Regions from separate parts of the Danio rerio genome. Here regions 2 and 3 are each linked to region 1. A link is a contact called in public Micro-C data. All regions are on one chromosome and are shown on one strand. The core of a region is the stretch at or near the end of the contact, and the rest is flanking DNA. Distances in the headings are between cores, read along the strand shown. Region 1 holds the start of hmcn1 (hemicentin 1). Region 2 holds the start of tprb (translocated promoter region b, nuclear basket protein). Region 3 holds the start of arpc5b (actin related protein 2/3 complex, subunit 5B).

Region 1 (3,537 bases), core at 561-3,060:
GTGTGTGTGTGTGTCAACAAGTGTGAAGTCAGAATTATTAGCCCCCCTTTGAATTTTCTTTTAAAACATTTCCTAAATAATTTTTAACAGAGCAAGGAAATTTTCACAGTATGTCTGGTATTGTTTTTTTCTTCTAGGTAAAGTCTTCGAATAAAAGCTAGAATAAAAGCAGTTTTAAATTTTTTAAAAGCCATTTTAAGGTCATTGCGTCATTTTAAGGTCAATTATTAGCACCTTTAAGCTATATATTTTTTTCAATAGTCTACAGAACAAACCATTGCTATACAATAACTTACCTAATTACCCTAATCTGCCTACCCTAATTAACCTAGTTAAGCATTTAAATGTCACGTTAAGATGAATACTACTGTCTTAAAAAATATGCTATCTAGTAGAATACTATTTACTGTCATCATGGCAAGGATAAAATAAATCAGTTATTAGAGATGAGTTATTAAAACTATTATGTTTAGAAATGTGTTGAAAAAATAAATGTATGCATCGACAGATGTGGGTGAATTAGTGACATTTCTATTCTCTTGCATCTTTTTCCAAAAAATACTATTACCATCTCATTAACCAAAGTGGCATTTATTTGTTGTGGATTGATATGCAGCCAGCTTAAAACTGATAACCAGGATATGTTCATTGATTCTTCTACCATACGTCGCTTTCCCCTTGGCTGCTGTTTTGCTCCTGTTGTCTTTTCCTCTTTTTTAACTGCTCCATTAGGCCTACTCACAAAAATCTGCTTACCCCTATCCTTTCGAAGTTTTGTGGACTACAAGCAAACTTTCCACTTTGTCAAACGTTTTACATGAAAACTTACCACCAACAATAGGGTAACTTCACATTTCACAGTTACCCTTGCAGCTTTTCCCTTCATTGTCTTCTGGCAGTGGTTGCAACTCATCGCAGTATCTGCAGCCTGCCATTAGGTGGTAGCAAGTGAACAAAAACGCAGACAACCAAGTTCTGCATTAAAATGTGTCACTACATTGCTTGCATATTACATAGAATTGAATACATGTACATTGTATATTAAGACAGTTTTTTGAACTTGTCGAGACATTTTCGTTCATCTAAATGTAAGAATGCCAAATGTTTTAGGGTCGTGTTTGGAGTTAAGGTGGGATATAGCTAAACTGGTGTGTGTGGTTCAGGTATTGTAAAAGAAGAAGAAGGAAATTGTTCCCTCAGAAAGGTTTTAATACCTAAAAATGACTTGTTGATCGTGATCTGAATGTTTTTTGAATTTATAAAAATGCTAAATGTTTTCTCTGTGGGTTGTATTTGGGTTAGGGGTTAATACAGACTGTACAGTACCATTATGTCTTTGAAAGTTGCATTATGTTAAACATGGATATCCAAAGTGTCTGTTGAGTTCAGAGAAATTGTATTTTTTATTTATTTTATATTTTTTTATTTCATTAATATTTTGTTAATTTAATTAGGCTATTTTTTCCTGTTGTTGTGATTTTTATCTTCACATGGCATTATTATTTTTGTGCATTCATTTGCTGATTAGTAAGACTTGTGTGTAAATTCGACAGTATCCAGGACATTTTCTTTTTGAGGCAATAAAGTATTTTCCATTTTGACCCATGTTCATATTATGATGTAAGCGGTTTCATTTATGCTCTTTTTAAAATTGTGTACTCGTTTTTTATATGGAGACTCGTAAAATGTAAACCTTTGCTTCATGGGTCATGTAAATACACACAAGACCCCCTCGCGACCCCAAAAGAGCTGTAGACCAATAAGCGCGAAGCTTCTTAATACGACGAGTCAGAGTTTGCCTGAGGTGCTTCTTCTCTCGCGTCTGGTAAAAGAAGTTAATAGTGGATCAGCATTTGTGGAGGCGACAGTTTGTTGAGAAACTCCAGAGGCGCAGGACGCGCGCGCACTAAAACAAACTCAAAGCATCCTCGCGCAAACGACCGTCAGAAGAAATCTGACACAGTGCCTCCTCAATTTTTTTTTTTGTCTTTTTCAAGACTTATTTTTTTCCCAATAGTGTCTCTGTTGTCAATGTAACCAATGTTTTGTAAATTTTTTTCAGCTCGTCGCTGATTTCTTCTTTTTTTTGCGTCGAGGTTATTTTTGTCGAGAAGCAGTTGGGAATCGCAAGATGGACTTGATAACTTCGCCGTTTTTTCTTGGTCTCATATTAGTTCTTAACGTTTTGTCAACAGCCCAGGACCCAAAAGAAGATGTCCCCGAGGGAGCCTCCACCTTAGCGTTTGTGTTTGATGTCACCGGCTCCATGTACGATGATTTAGTGCAAGTGATTGAAGGAGCATCGAAGATTTTGGAAACATCCCTCAGCAGACCCCAAAGACCACTATACAACTTCGCCTTGGTGCCGTTTCATGACCCAGGTACATACGAACACGTTCCATTCGTTTAAATGGTTTTAATACAATTCTTTATTGCCCCATAATAATAGATTTTTTTTACTGATAAGTAACCAACTCCTTTCTTTTTTTATATTTTAAATGTTTTGCTATGTCTTTCAGTAATACGTCTAAAAATTGACAGATTTTCTTATAGTAAATGTTGATAAATGTGCATGTTTAAGCACAATTCTAATGCAATGTGGTTTGTTCTTGAAACTAGAAAAATAATTTTGTGACATTTTCTTTAGACATATATTGTGTTGTACAAGTAAATATATCCTGTATCAAGTACGTTTACAAATGTAGTTCATCTTAAAGAGGACTTGTTGCCAGAAACATGACAAATCTGTTAGTTTGTTGAGAGCTGCTTCATGCTAGTGTCTCACACCTACAGGAGGTATCAAAGCATTGTTTGTAGTGCCCAGATGTTCTGTGCACTGAATTCACTGTCATTATCATTCCGTCTATTCAGGCGGAACAACCTTGGAAGCATTTAGATGCCTGCAAGTGCTGCCTTTTTCCAAGGAACATACTTTAATAACTGTACAGGACAGTTAGGATACTCTTGTAGCACTAATAATTAAATATGTGTCCCAGACAAGTAAGTTGCATGCACCATAGAGTTTTGTCCATCTGAAATATATCTAAAATATATCCCTGAAAAATGGATCAAAGATTCACATTTCACTCTCAACATGGTCGATTCTTTGTCATGTCAACTTAAGAGTGTGTTTTTGCTTTGTAATCTTTTCAAGTACAAAGGCAAGTTCACTTCACTAATCTAAACAAAGCCAAAAAGAGAAAATGGCATTTAAATGATATAATTGCAGGGTAAGCAACATGTTGTGGTAAATATGGTAGTACTGATGAAAAATGAGTCTCCTAACTCCGTTGAAGAGTCAAAAGAAAGTATCATCTAAAGAGATGTAAAGCCTCCCCCTTCTCCGTTCCCAACCTGAATCTGACCTAAAGTGTCCAAATGCTCCACTCCAAATACATTTTCCATCCACTCCTTGGGGCGCTCAGGAATTTCTTTCAAGATGCATGCTGTATCTGGTTATTGCTTCAGAATGCGCTGTCCACTGTAACTAAACCGAAAGATTTGCAACACAAAAGAAGACTCTTAGAGAGGGAGAGG
Region 2 (3,537 bases), core at 683-3,182, 220 kb after region 1:
AATACTGCTCATTTTGGTGGTACTGGGAGAGACCATTTTTTTCTGAGGTGGTACTTGATGAAAAATGTTTGAGAACCACTGCAGTAGAATATGGAGACAGATGAATATAATTAAGCAAAACATTAGAACAGAAAGTGAGCCCGGCTAGGACACACTGCTCTGATCAATGACTGACTAACTCCTAGTGGTGGTAAGCTTCTTATTATCCAAGATCGCCATCTAGCGGTCACATAACCTAATAGCATGTTACTTGCTACTAACCACCCACTTCACGGTCAAAAAGGTCCGGCATTTGTCATTTTAATTATTTTATGTAAATTAATATTGTATAATATATTATTTATATAATTAATATTATATATTCATATTCAATTTATATTCCCGTTACGTCTGTGTTTATGAGACTGTTAGATCAATTCATTCGTTTTATTCTGATCAGATGTCAGATCGCTCAAACCACTTCAGAAGGTGATTTGGGGTGCGTTCCAGATGAAACTGGACAGGTATAATCATTTTTAGACAAAACTAATATGAACAAAAAAAATTATGACCTGGAGAAAATCTGCCCTGTGCCTGAAACACCTGTAGGTGCGCTTTTACAGCCAAAATTCTATTAAAAACATGTTTACTATAAGCAAAAAACGTGTGCTCTAACTTTTCAGGCCTGTAGACAGGGGGGTTCGGAAGGCCCACCCCTCACTGACAGTGACAAAGGTCCAGAATTTGTCCCATACATTAGCTCAATTGTTCTATTCTGACTGCTATGTCATCACAAGTAATGAAAATAATCCATCGAAAAAGGCGTTAAGACCAAACGGAATCTTCTGTCGGCTGTTGCTTTGGTGGGACTATAATCTGACGTAAGAGAAGTCTTCTTTCACTGCTGTATTGTTTTTAAACAGAGAAAACATTTTACAGGTGTAAAAAAAATGTGTGAAGCACCAAAAGCGGACCATATAAAATTAATTTGAATATATTTTGCCTATTGTTTATTTCCAGGAATTTTAAAATGTACTTTGTTTTTGCCAAAGAGACTAGAAAAATTCTGAAGAATTCATTATTATTATTATTATTATTATTACCATGTATTATTACTGTTATTATTATTATTATTATTATTATTATTATTATTATTATTATTATTATTATTATAGAAATTGCCAAATTGTGACTGAGGACAGTTGAATGTGCTGGCCAGGTTTTTTTTTTTTTTTTTGTCTAATAAATAATAGTGAGCTACAGTTTTTTTTTTACTTTAAGACTTTAATAGATTGCTATTTTTTCCAATGATATATGATGTAATAAATTTGTATTTTAAAAAATAGTCTTGTTTTAATTTGTTTTATTGCAATTTTTTAGGATATAAATATTTTAGTCATCAAAAAGTGTGATTATGATGACATCTGACTTGTTTACCAACAAAAAACCCAACTTAAATGCAGTATTTAAATCTCATAGTTAAATAGAAACTGAGTCGTATAACTGCAAATAGGTCCACTTTTTGAGAAAAAAAGAACCACCACTTTCACCAGGCTGGCTACGGGCCAATTTAAACGAATCAAATATATTGCATACAACCATAATGAAATTCATCGACATAATACGTGCAATATTTTAAATCCACATCCTTATTCAAGTGTAAATGACTCCGTCACAAGGACGCAGTTTTCACGTTACTTCTCTCATCGATGTCCAGGCTGTCCAATCACAATCACCTTTACTTGAAAGAGTGTGTTTGTTAAACAAGTTAAAGGATAAAATGTTTATTTGTTTTATTTATTTGGTCTTTTGACTTCATAGATCATTTGACGAATTTGTTTACAAAGCTTCTCCAAATCTACATGGGCGCCACCTGGTGGAAGTTTTACCACCTTGCGGAAAATAGTAATAAGCACGTTTGCATTTGACGCGCCGGACGAGGAGGAGTCACCGGAACGAAAAATGGCGGCTGTGTTGCAGCAGATACTTGAGCGGTCGGAGATATCGAAACTCCAAAAAACAGTTTTGACTAAATTAGAGAAGTACATTTCTGAGCAGCAATGTGAAGTTGATGACCTCAAGGCACAACAGGAGCAATTTCGTGTGGATAGCGGTAAGGCTATGCTATTTTAGTCAATGTAAACAGTTCATAGTCACGAACGAGGCCTGGGTCTGGTTATCTTGAGGTAATTTGTATGATGTTGTTTACGTTAATTCTTGGACGTGTTGTTCTGCAAACTATAACTAGTAAACAATTGTTACAATTAAATTCATAATCTAAATAATTTTTTTCTGTCCACATTGTTACCGTGCACTTGTTTGCAGGCATGTTAATGTGTTTTGGTATTTTACTTTTTTAACATAGAACAACAGTATTTTGACATCGAGAAAAAGTTCGCAGAGAGTCAGGCTCAGTTTGTGTCCCAGACTCAAGAACATCAGATCCTGAAAGAGGAGCACTATAAATTGGGTAAGTAGGTGTCAATCAAATGTCTATATTGTATTGTATTTAGAATTTGAATGTTATGCTTAATTGTATTTGCTCTTTTCGATTACAGAGGATGAGCTGAAATGTTTAAGAGAGAACAATAAGGAGCAAGCAGCTTCATACGCCAAACTAGAATCTAAACAGGTAAAATTTTACATGACAGTTTGCTAGAGGAGAAGATCTCAGTGTCTTCTTGAGGTGTGTGATGAGACTAGAAAGACTGTGCCTTGTTTGCAGAATGACCTTTCCAAAGCCAAAGATGAGCTCGAAGCAGAAAAAAGAGAGCTGGTCCGTACACTGGAAAGAAGATCTCAGGAGATGGAACACCAAAGCGGTATTTAAGTATTATTTAAGAAACTTTTTTTATTGTAATGTTGCACTGTAATACTGAAAGGGCAGATTTTGTTTGGACGTCTTGTTTACATACACTAAAATGTTTACACAGATTTATGTTTTGATTTTGAATCAAGTTCGGAATTTGATCAGTAATAAAGAAACACTTATGTATTGTTATTAGGTCTGAACAATATATTGTTTGAGCATCCACATCGCAATGTGTGTATCTGCAATGGTCACATCTCAGAATTAGATTGTTTATTAAAGTTACAAGATAAAGATATTAACTATCATTATTTATAAAATTATGATCATTATATTTTACATTTGATTGTTTCATTTCTGTACTTGGATACTGTTAGGCTTCCCAGAAAACCTTAAAGCACTGTTTATTTATTTGTTTTTCCTTGTAATTAATTATTATTTATGCAAATCCACTGCAAAGAATCATCTCAATCAATCTAAATAATGAAATCTTTCCAAATAGAGCTATTCATATCATCTGCTGAGACTATATTCATACAATATATGCTGCGAAACAACATATTGCAATGTCAGATCTTTCCAATATCGTGCAGCCCTACTTGTTATCAAAAACAGAATGAAATTAAATTAAATGCAATGTAAAATAACTATTACTATTTTAAAAATCCTGCGTAAGCATATTTCAAAAGAATGGCCTTTATTTATTTATTTTTTAATTATTATTATTGTTGTTTTACAGAGGACCTTAA
Region 3 (3,537 bases), core at 734-3,233, 140 kb after region 1:
GTGGAAAATGACAACAATTATGATTATTATATATAAAGGCCCACATTTTTTATTATGAAGGGCCAAACTTGATTGAGGGTCATAGACTGAAGTTAAATATAGTTGCCATGGGTAAATTCCTAATTTATTTAATGTTTTAAAAGAACTAGAAAATATTGCTTTATATTAACTAATACTATTTTTTTTACATTTTATAATGATATATACTTATTAAAGTAAAAACAATCTGATTTATAACAGAATTACACTAGTCTTTGCCTTGATTTGATTTTGATGTCTTCTGCATGTCTTCTGATGGTTTGAGAACCGTGGATAAAAATATCAGGGTTTCACAGTATTGTGCTTACTTTTCTAAAATATATTCTATTTTAATGTCTGGGGGAAAAAAACTTTAACTTGTTTTCTCTTTGAACACAGTAAATTTTATTTTGAGAAACACTTTAAATATTTTGTAGCAGTAAACATGTCAGGCTTCTGTCTTCATTTGATTCAAAAACACTGATTTCTTTATAATTTAAAAAACATCTTTGGATACCTTTTCTGCTGGAAATAACATTGTCTTAAAAAACTTAAATAATAAAATGTTACAAATACCTTAGGAACGGTATAGTAGAAAATTTAGGTGGTTTTAAAACCTTGACTATTCATACGGCAGTATACCTTGAAACCGATTATTGTCCCATGTCTGCCCTCTCTTTATCATTCTCACTCTCCTCTTGGATGGGATGGTGGGCCAAATCAAAGGTTACAATGGGCCAACTTTGGCACACGAACTCTAATTTGGGCACCTCTGTTATATATAATCAAAGAAAAATAATTGTTTACTCTTTAGGGAAACAAAAAGCTGGCATGACTCACCTTGACGTTTTGATTCTTTGTATTGATTGGTGGGTTTTTTAATACTGCCTGTAGAGCACCCATGAGGTTCCCTTTGCAGAGTGGAGTTAAGGAAAAGTGCTGAATGTTAAAACATGTATGCCAAAAATAAAAACTTTACAATACTAAAAACACAAGGTATTGAACTTGCTGCACTGAGGGGTTATACATTAGAAACAGGAACTAGCCCTGGGTCCTGCAAAAATGACATATAAGGACATGAATTCAACTTCCTTATACTAAAATAATGCTTCTGTTATAAATGACAGCCTGGAAATAATAAGCAGTACTGCAAGGAACACATTACACATTTTGCAGGAAAACGCTTTTAACTAGACGAATGCCAGGAATGTTAAGGCATGTCTGGGCATTTCAGTGATCTAACTGCTTCAAGAAGAGAGGACTTTTAAGTTCCCAAAACAAGTAACGTCGTCTTTCTCTGAAAAAAGTATCGTAAATGATCACAATAACACACTCTAGCACAGTTCAGCATGATTTGTATTTGATGTACAGAAACATGCAGGCCAGCTGGTGTATCAGGCAACTCATGAATTATACAGCAAGAACGTAAATCAGTGCATGTTGCCGTGTAACACTAGCTCCAAACTATACAAAATCTACTTGGCTTCTATTAATAAGCACGCTGAATGTATGCTGTATGTATTTAATATATTAATGCACGCTCAAATATTGAAATAGCCGCGCTGTTTCAGTCATAATTACAATCTATTCAAGCATAGATCACATTGATATTAATGTGAGCTTGTGCCTCTGGAAGAGCAAGATTTTTTTTCAGATCATGCTGAATAAAGAAGGATATTGTCTGATGAGAGAATCCACCTCTGCCTCATCTGGACCCAGCTGGTTTTCTCCTCCTTCTTCTTCGTCCACAAACTTGTTCTCGTCGTACTCATCCACGTCCACTTTCCTGAAACGATCGGACACCGTGTTCTTTGACATGATGATGGTAAATGATTCCCCCGTTTGAAGTTAAACTAAGCGCTTTTGCATCAATACCATCTAACAATCCAGTGGGCTGAACGAGACTGGCGGTTCCTGCAACCTCAGTCTGGCCGTCAATGGTGGATTTCTTCACTTCCGCATAGCGCGCCCTCTATCGGCGACACCGCGGAAAGGACGTTTCTAAGTCAATTATTTTCAACCACTAGAGGACCTCAGCACACTTCTAATAGATTCATGGGTCAAATGACTTCAATTAGAATAGTCTGACTTTATTAAAACGCTAAAAATAAACATTACACACTAATAGTATAACATGCCTGCTAAATTATTGTTAAGTTCTGGTAAATAATTCTGGTAAAATATATTAATAAACTCATTCATTCATTTATACTTTTCTTTTCCTTTTATTAATAAACTATATTGTTCAATTCTGTTCTGTTTAGGTTCACTTGTATAGCGTTTTTCACAATAATTATCTTTCCAAAGCAGCTTCACGAACGGTGCAGTTTGTGGACTTTGTCCATGATATAAGCATCTATGGATTTTGTCATCAAATTTAGCGACTTTCTAGTTTTCTACTTTTTACTGTCTACTCTCTATGTTTTTAATTAATTGCTTTGTTTATTTATTGATTTTATTTAGTTTTTGTTTAGTTTTGAAAAAAAAACAAACAAACAAAGTATAAGGCAGACGTTTTGTCATGTCTGTATTAATGTAATGTGATGTGTATTTATGTAGCGCATTTATCGTGTATGGCCATACACCCTAAAGTGCTTCACAATTATGAGGGAGAGGGCCTCACCACCACCACCAGTGTGCAGCGTCCACTTGGCTGATGCGACGGCACCCACAGGACAACAGCGCCAGTGTGCTCACCTCACATAGGAGGAGTGGAGAGACAGTGAGAGAGCCAATTAGGTGGATGGTCTATGGAGAGAATTTGCCCAGGACACCAGGGCCCGGTTTTTCAAAAGGTTTAATCTGGATCAAATTGATCCGGATTTAGTAATCCTGTTTTTGCGATCCGTGATCACGTAATCCAGCTTACTTTTTGAGCCAGTTTTTCAAAGCAACATTGGATTGGATCAGTCTGATCCGAATAGGAACTTTTCAGGATCACTAAATCTGGATTACCAGTGCTCAATCACAATGTAGATGGATAGATAGGCCTATGTAAAGAGCAACAAGTAGAATAGCCAGTGTGGGGTCAATATAACTTTATTTTTATTAGAAATGAAAACACACACACATTTAAAAAAAAAAAAAAAACGAAAAACTATAAAAACCCCACCCCATCCTCTTCCAGCAGTCCGCTTATCTGAGACCTACAACACAAACACTGTACATTGAGGTATTTATAATAAGTTTCAAATATAGATGTAAATAAAAAAAGACCTAATGTCAAAAACTCCACAATAAGTTCAGACTTCCTCATCTGATGTGGAGAGAGCAGCTTGTCTGAGCGTGGCCTTTAGGAGGCGAATCTCAAGTCATTGGTCTTGGTTTGCTGCAGTTTGGTCAGAGTCAGTTGTTCTCTGCCAGATGAAGCTGTGCTTCTGCCCTTTCTGTCTCTTTTTGCAATTGTTAAAGGTAATTTCAAAAAATCTGTGATTGCCATTCTTTGCATTTTTTTTTGTCATTCTGTAATTGTTGCATGCATCACTAATAAATATTCTAAAAACAAAAATAGTTTCCATT

The links. A called contact is a pair of places that touch in the nucleus more often than the background predicts.
Region 2: a contact with region 1 is called in a Micro-C map of caudal fin, with 2.8 times the contacts expected there. The contact joins the promoter of tprb here to the promoter of hmcn1 in region 1. A contact is called at or near these places in 2 of 18 Hi-C or Micro-C datasets (caudal fin and an unstated tissue) and 1 of 4 datasets of contacts at active chromatin or transcription factors (embryo).
Region 3: a contact with region 1 is called in a Micro-C map of caudal fin, with 5 times the contacts expected there. The contact joins the promoter of arpc5b here to the promoter of hmcn1 in region 1. A contact is called at or near these places in 1 of 18 Hi-C or Micro-C datasets (caudal fin) and 1 of 4 datasets of contacts at active chromatin or transcription factors (caudal fin).

The regions. Positions count from the first base shown.
Region 1 is chr20:37,564,116-37,567,652 of GRCz12tu, reverse strand. It overlaps hmcn1 (hemicentin 1), which reads left to right and starts at 1,810. Exons shown (of 107, transcript NM_001190304.2): 1 at 1,810-2,380. The coding sequence starts at 2,132.
Region 2 is chr20:37,341,417-37,344,953 of GRCz12tu, reverse strand. It overlaps tprb (translocated promoter region b, nuclear basket protein), which reads left to right and starts at 1,932. Exons shown (of 50, transcript NM_001030123.1): 1 at 1,932-2,092; 2 at 2,345-2,449; 3 at 2,538-2,611; 4 at 2,705-2,801; 5 at 3,528-3,537. The coding sequence starts at 1,942.
Region 3 is chr20:37,423,221-37,426,757 of GRCz12tu, reverse strand. It overlaps arpc5b (actin related protein 2/3 complex, subunit 5B), which reads right to left and starts at 1,983. Exons shown (of 4, transcript NM_201509.1): 1 at 1,697-1,983; 2 at 859-931. The coding sequence starts at 1,836.